2 separate regions of the Zea mays genome follow, and region 1 is linked to region 2. Evidence: chromatin contacts called from public Hi-C data. All regions are on one chromosome and are shown on one strand. Each heading gives the region's core, a stretch centred on a gene start, on an enhancer-like site or on the middle of the called end of the contact. The rest is flanking DNA. Distances are from core to core; before and after follow the strand shown.

Evidence for each region. A called contact is a pair of places that touch in the nucleus more often than the background predicts.
Region 1: a contact with region 2 is called in a Hi-C map of leaf, with 4 times the contacts expected there. The contact joins the promoter of LOC103638367 here to the promoter of LOC103639942 in region 2. A contact is called at or near these places in 10 of 25 Hi-C or Micro-C datasets (bundle sheath, ear, leaf and 3 more).

The regions. Positions count from the first base shown.
Region 1 is chr9:50,990,440-50,993,400 of Zm-B73-REFERENCE-NAM-5.0, reverse strand. LOC103638367 (G-type lectin S-receptor-like serine/threonine-protein kinase SD2-5) reads right to left here and starts at 1,489. Exons shown (of 2, transcript NM_001326379.1): 1 at 1,266-1,489. The coding sequence starts at 1,292.
Region 2 is chr9:50,846,112-50,849,372 of Zm-B73-REFERENCE-NAM-5.0, reverse strand. It overlaps LOC103639942, which reads right to left and starts at 1,909. Exons shown (of 1, transcript XM_023301085.1): 1 at 472-1,909. The coding sequence starts at 1,909. The coding sequence ends at 791. LOC100382400 reads right to left here. Exons shown (of 7, transcript NM_001175145.1): 5 at 3,074-3,192; 6 at 2,901-2,987; 7 at 2,453-2,808. The coding sequence ends at 2,752.

The DNA.
Region 1 (2,961 bases), core at 240-2,739, 140 kb before region 2:
ATGAGGGTAAAATAATCGTCATCATAAAAGTTACCCTCGTCAGAATCCAGAACAAGAGCTCATTATGCTACCTTGGGTGGGAGCGATTCGTGATAAAGCTTTGTATTTGTTTGTCAACCTCCTTTAGGAGCATTTTACAGTTCAGTTGAGTCCCAGACAGACTACCTTCCAGAAACAGATACAAGGAATGAATAATGGCAAATTGGTAATCTACAAACAACATAATTGAGAGTGACCAAGGAGCATTTCTTCTTCTTTTTTTGTCTAAAAAGGAAAGAATGAAAAATCAGAGCAAAGGCAATGATCAGTTCCCTATCTATCTGCAACCAAATTGCCACCAAAAAGCATGAAACGAATGGACCACACATTGTTGGCATCAACTCTTTTGACTAAACCTCAAAGTGAGCATGACTTGGAGAGTCCCTGGTGAGAGGCGACCGTTGACCGAGAGTCCGACACCGTTGCCAGTTGCCACTATCGAAGCACTATGCAGTACGAAGTAGGCGCCAGATGAAAAAGTAGTATATATAATATAATACTCCTATATAATATGTGCAGTAACACCTAAAATTCCACCAAGGTTTAACCGCACATCGCCCTTCGATTGCCCTTTTCTAGAACTTTCGGTGTTTCAAACTGCTTTCTTGCTTACCCCCTATTTTTAATTTCTTATCTTGAACCCTAATCCACGAATTAGTCTTAAAGCAGAGCACGGTAGATTCTAAATTCTCCGACCTGGAAAAGATAAGGATTAAGTATTTCAGGCGCTATGGCGCATTCGCGCTTACGCCTAGCTATTGCATCGAGTGATGGAAATTTCCGAGGCTACAGTTGAATCCATTACCGTGAGAATCCAACCGACCAAACCGTCTAGAAATTGGATAAACCGGAGCCTAGAATTTCGAAATCCCAGTCCCGAAATTATTGTCGCTCTCCTCGACACAGAAAGAGAATAAGGGCTTGTCCCTGTCTGCTCCCCACAGTGGAGAAAGGACACTCAATTCCACCGTAAAGTACACCCTGAAAGTCGAGATACCTCTTAAAGCAAGACATGGGCCCTCTGTGTATGTAGATCTCCAAAGTGAGGAGAAGAACGAAGCACGCTGATGCTAGCACTGAATAAGAAACAATCATGGTAGAGAAGAAAACAAGCAAATCAAACATGAACCAAAAAGGCACTATCATCAGGAGGCAGTGAGAGTCGTCAGGAAGAAGAGGGAGGAAGAAGCAAGCAGTGGGGGAAGAGTAGAGCAGAGTGTGGTCACCTCTGGGCCCGGAGGCAGCGGGGCCATGGCCTCCGGTGAAAATGATTTGGCGCTTGTGGGCGCAGAGAGGGAGAACTGAGAAGCGGAGGAGGCGTGGCGATGGCGTGATTGAATGGAGAGAGGCGGACGGAGGCGGGTCGAGCAGGTGGGTGGATGGTGACTTGGTGAGATGAGAGGCGGAATTAAGGAGGGAGCGGTGGTCGATGGGCGCACCGCAAGTGGTGACGATCCCCAGCTTGGAACTGAGGCCCCATGCTCATCCAAATTCCATTTATATACGGCCGGGCCCCACGTACACACACTGCTGACGCTCAGCAAGAGATTGGGATTTGGGATCGCCAATTCGCCATCGCTGCGAAACCAATCAAACGCCACGTCTACGGCAACCCTTACCCAGCTTATGAATTATCTTTACCGCTACTCTACTAAACAAAACAGGTAGGGGCAGTCTGGTGTAGACTAGTGAATCGTGCGCGCAGTCTCTGGATCTTCTACCTGCTGGAATACTATATGGCACGTGCATAGCCATTACGACGGCTCTTAGATGACATGTTTCTCTCAACGGTTTAGGCACAATTCATCAAATCCCACGCCAAAACTTTGCGAATTTCAAAACAAAAAAAACCACAAAATTCTCGGTACGGTATATGACATGGAGTAAATGGGTACACAAAACCCAAATAGCTGAAGGGTTTTACCCGATATATATATGAAAGCGATTATGCAATGATTTCTTTATTCATAGGTCCATTAATGGGCAAGAATCTCTACAGATTGGATAGATGGATATGCGTACCGGTGGATACTTTGTGTAACCGTGGGTAAATGTACCCGCATCACCACTCTTACTATCTAATAAATTATATCTTAGCTAAAAGAAAATCCTTCTCTGGCTATTGTTTGTTTAACTATCAAGTATGTAATTATATGGTTTGTTACATTTTAAGTTGAGCTTGTTTTTGTGTGTCTGTATGATACTTGGAGTGATTGACGTATTAGAATTTGAGATTTTCCTAACGGGTAGGGTAGTGCTGGAAACATGGGTCGGACTTTTCAGCCCCCGCCACGATCCCCGCACATAGGTCGGGCTTTGGTCAGCCCGGCTTGATGAAGCCCACAATGTTTAATTTCTTTAATTTAGTAAGCTATGAACTTTATGTGGTTGTAATATTTATAATTTATGTGATTTAAATATATGGGTCAGTTTTGGGCTGGCATGACCTGATGAAGGCCTGACGTGCTTTAGGATCGGGTTAAACCATTGTTTCTACTCTTTGGCTAGCATAGCACGACCCAAAAAAATTTTGGGCCTTCTCGGTCCAAGCCTATTTGGCCCAAAGGACATTGGGCCTAGCCATACTGGCTCGGTCCGGCCCAATTCCCAACACTAAATACGGGTTACGCGATGGGTAAAACTACCTACGTGGGTATGGGTAAGGTTCTATACCCGCAAGCGGATATGGGTATCTGATGGGTAGACCTTTTTTTTGACAGATACAGTTATGGAATGATAGTACGCGACAGGTTGCCATCCCTATACCACACAGTTGGCCCAGATGTTAACTAGCGTGCATACTGATGCAATGAACATATGAGGCTGGTTTTAGTGCAAGTAGCCCTTATCGACCATCATGACATCTATTAGTCATGTTATCGATCACAATATCAACCATGGTTAGTCTTTATCTATCGTAGT
Region 2 (3,261 bases), core at 660-3,159:
GCCGAGCCAGCTCGTCCCCTTAACGAGCCAGCTCGAGCTCGGTCGAGCCGAGCCGAGCTGGCTCGATATCCACCCCTATTCGCGTCCAAGTCCGACAAAGCACACTGGGAACAAACAGGCGGCGCAGGGAGACAGTTGCAACAAGGGAGAACGAGAGGGAAGGTTTTGCCCTGCCGTGGAAGAGAGAAGCAGCCAGCGACAAGGGAGAAACCGTTTCAACTTGTACATGTTTGTGCCGAATCCAACATCGATCGTCGCTCTGAGCCCTAAATTAACATAGGAATTACGAAAGGATACTCAAAACAATTCAGAGTTATTGGGGTTATTCCAGACCTATTTTCCGAGTTCACACTTCAGTTGTCTATATCTTAATAATCAGCCAAGCCGCTTCTTAAGATATAGGCAACTTGGGAGCGTCACCAATGCTCAACACTTGATTCAAAGAAATAATTGCACATACCTAAATTGCACTGAGATTAATACCACATCCTTCGAAGGGGGCTGTTGAAAAAGCTAATCCATCATTCATTTTAGATCAAAATATGAAAATTTATACAGAACAGGATATCCTAAGACAAGCAATGAAAATAGAATTGAGGCAAAATTACTACCACACCTATGGCGAATGGCAACCTCACTTGCCTCCAGGCTCCAGCGAGGGGCTAAACTGCCCTTAGCAATCTTCTCCAGCGAGGAAGTATTATTATTAACCACAAAACCTGACACAATAGTCAGCAGCTATGTCATATTGTAGGGCTTGCAATAACAGCAAGCCCTAGCTAGGTGCTTCTTACTTCCGTCGGCCCTCAAGCACCTTCTTCAACTCCTCACTTGCTTCATTTGAGGCCGGTTTCGTCCCACTGTCTACCAATTCCTTCGCATTTATGTGGAAATGACGATCTGGTTTCGACACTAAAGTATGTTGTTGAGGTGGCACTGCTGTTGGCAGCTTACGATCATTGCCTTTGCCGGCTCCAATCTCTGCACTCAAGTCCTCGACTGCACGACGCAGCATTGTGCTCTCCGCATTCAGCTTATCCAGTTGCCTCTTCATGAGTGAGAACTCTTCATCCTCAGCTGCCGGTGGTGTGTCTTTCTTCCTCTTCTTGTCCGCTTCAGACTGTGAAGGCACCTTGGGCGTGTGCTCGATAATGATCTTGTTCATCACCAGCAGCGGCAGCTTGCTGATGGCGAGGCTCCCAGCCTTGCGCCCGTACCCGTTGTCTGCAAGCGTGGCCTTGATCTCCGGCGGCACGCGCAGCCCCCACTGGAACCACATGCTCGCTTTACTCCACAGTGGCAGCACGCTCCTGGTCGTGAGCCGCATCCCGGACAGCAGCGCGCCTACGCCGCCGCCGTTCGTCCCGGTGGCGGCCGCCACGTTCGCCCCGAATACATTCTCGGCGAAGGAGAGGTCGTTACCGTGTGCTTCGCAGTCGTGGTCGTCGCTGTTGGTGGTGAGGTCGACCATCTTGATCGCTAGCGGGGGCGGAGTGGATGTGGGCGGCGGTGTCGGCGGGGAGTGGACGGAGCTTGCGACGGCGAAGTCCCCGATCCGGGGCTTGAAGAGGAGCGAGAAGGCGGGCGGGTTGGAGGAGGTGAGGTTGAATTCGGCGGCGAGGGCGAATGGGGCGCGGATAGGGGACCCCGTGCGGACGGAGAGGGCAAAAGGCTGGAGGGGTTCGTTGGGGCGGTATGAGAGGCGGAGCGCCGGGACAGAGGGGAAGGCGGTGGAGAGGTCAAAACGGAGGTCCTTGGCGTCTCCCCCCGCCGCGAGGCCCGAGAGGAAGGGCAGCCCTAGCACGCCAATCGGCACCTTGGCGCGCAGCAGCGGTCGGTCGTCGTCCCGGAACTTGATCGACGCCTTCACGGCGGGCGGATGGGCGGCTAGGGTTAGCCTATATTGGATTTAGGATTTGCCGGGTTGGGGAGGTTCGATGGTGGTGGGGATTTGAAGTCTGGAGGCGGCCAGGAGCCTGGGCACGAGCGGCGCGACGGCGTCCCGCGGGTGCTCCCCGGCGACGAGCGCCAGCAGCCGGACCGAGTGCCGCCGCAGCGGCGTCCTGTCGGTTGCGGAGGTGGTAGGAAGAGCGGGCGAACGGCGGGGTTTGCGGAAGGGCGTGCGGGTGGAGGCGGGGGCGGTCTACACTGCTAACTTAATAGTTAGTAGAGATATATATATATATATATATATATATATATATATATATATATATATATATATATATATATATATATCCACACGTATTGCTTCGTCTACGTGTCTACGATAACACACTGTTGATTTTGTAAACGTATCGAGATTGGTTGACAGCATTGGCCCAGACCCCTAACCGCACGCCTCCTTTGCCACGCACCGGGTGGCCTTGAGGCCAGCCAGCAACTAGACCACAGCTTGTGCTGGCGGCTGGCCCATTTGGCCCGATGTGAGGATTCGGACCACAGTTTTATTGTACCGAAAAAGTGGTCTTGGAATTACCCACGTTTTGTTGTGTGATGAGGTCACTTTGGAGGACAATGTTGCATGCGATCTAACACTATTGTATAAGTTTTCCATTGGTCCCTTCCTACTCTGTTCAAGGAACGCATTTATGTTTCAAAATCCAGACTGCAAGTGTCAATGCTAACCATTAGAGTTAATGTGGGAGCCAGAAAATCGGAGAGGATCAGAGGTGCTGAAGTTTCCAAAACTACAGGCATAACTCCTATAGTTTCCGTGTTTGCTCGCCGTTTACTTCACCGCCAATCCGTTCACGTTCCGGATGCTGGAGAGGAAGAATTGAACACTCTGTTCTTTGCCTTCGTTGCCTATATATGGATTCAAAGATTCAGAGTGAGAGATTTTGTGTACGAAGTTGTCAACCACAATCAAAAACCAACTAATATAATGGGCGTACTACCTCGCTATCCCAGTTGGTGCAGAGAGTGATGATCGCGAGCAGAAGGAGCTGTACGATGAGCCCACATATGATGCCCAACCAGAGTCCCTGTTCATTTGTCAGCGAAGTACTGAGAAACAATGGCCATGCCAAAGAACTGGGGGATGGTAAATAGTTTCAGGGAGAAGCCGCACCGTCCCACCGACACGCAGGACGAACGCTATGAGGTAAGCAGAGGGGATGCCGACGATGTAGTAGGCGCCAAGGTTGATGCAGGCACCGATCTTCTGCCATCCACAGCCTCTAGCCACACCTACGTACAATCCATCCCATGGACATCACAAGGAAGGAAGGAAGAGGAGTCGTCAACTCCGGTGTCCGC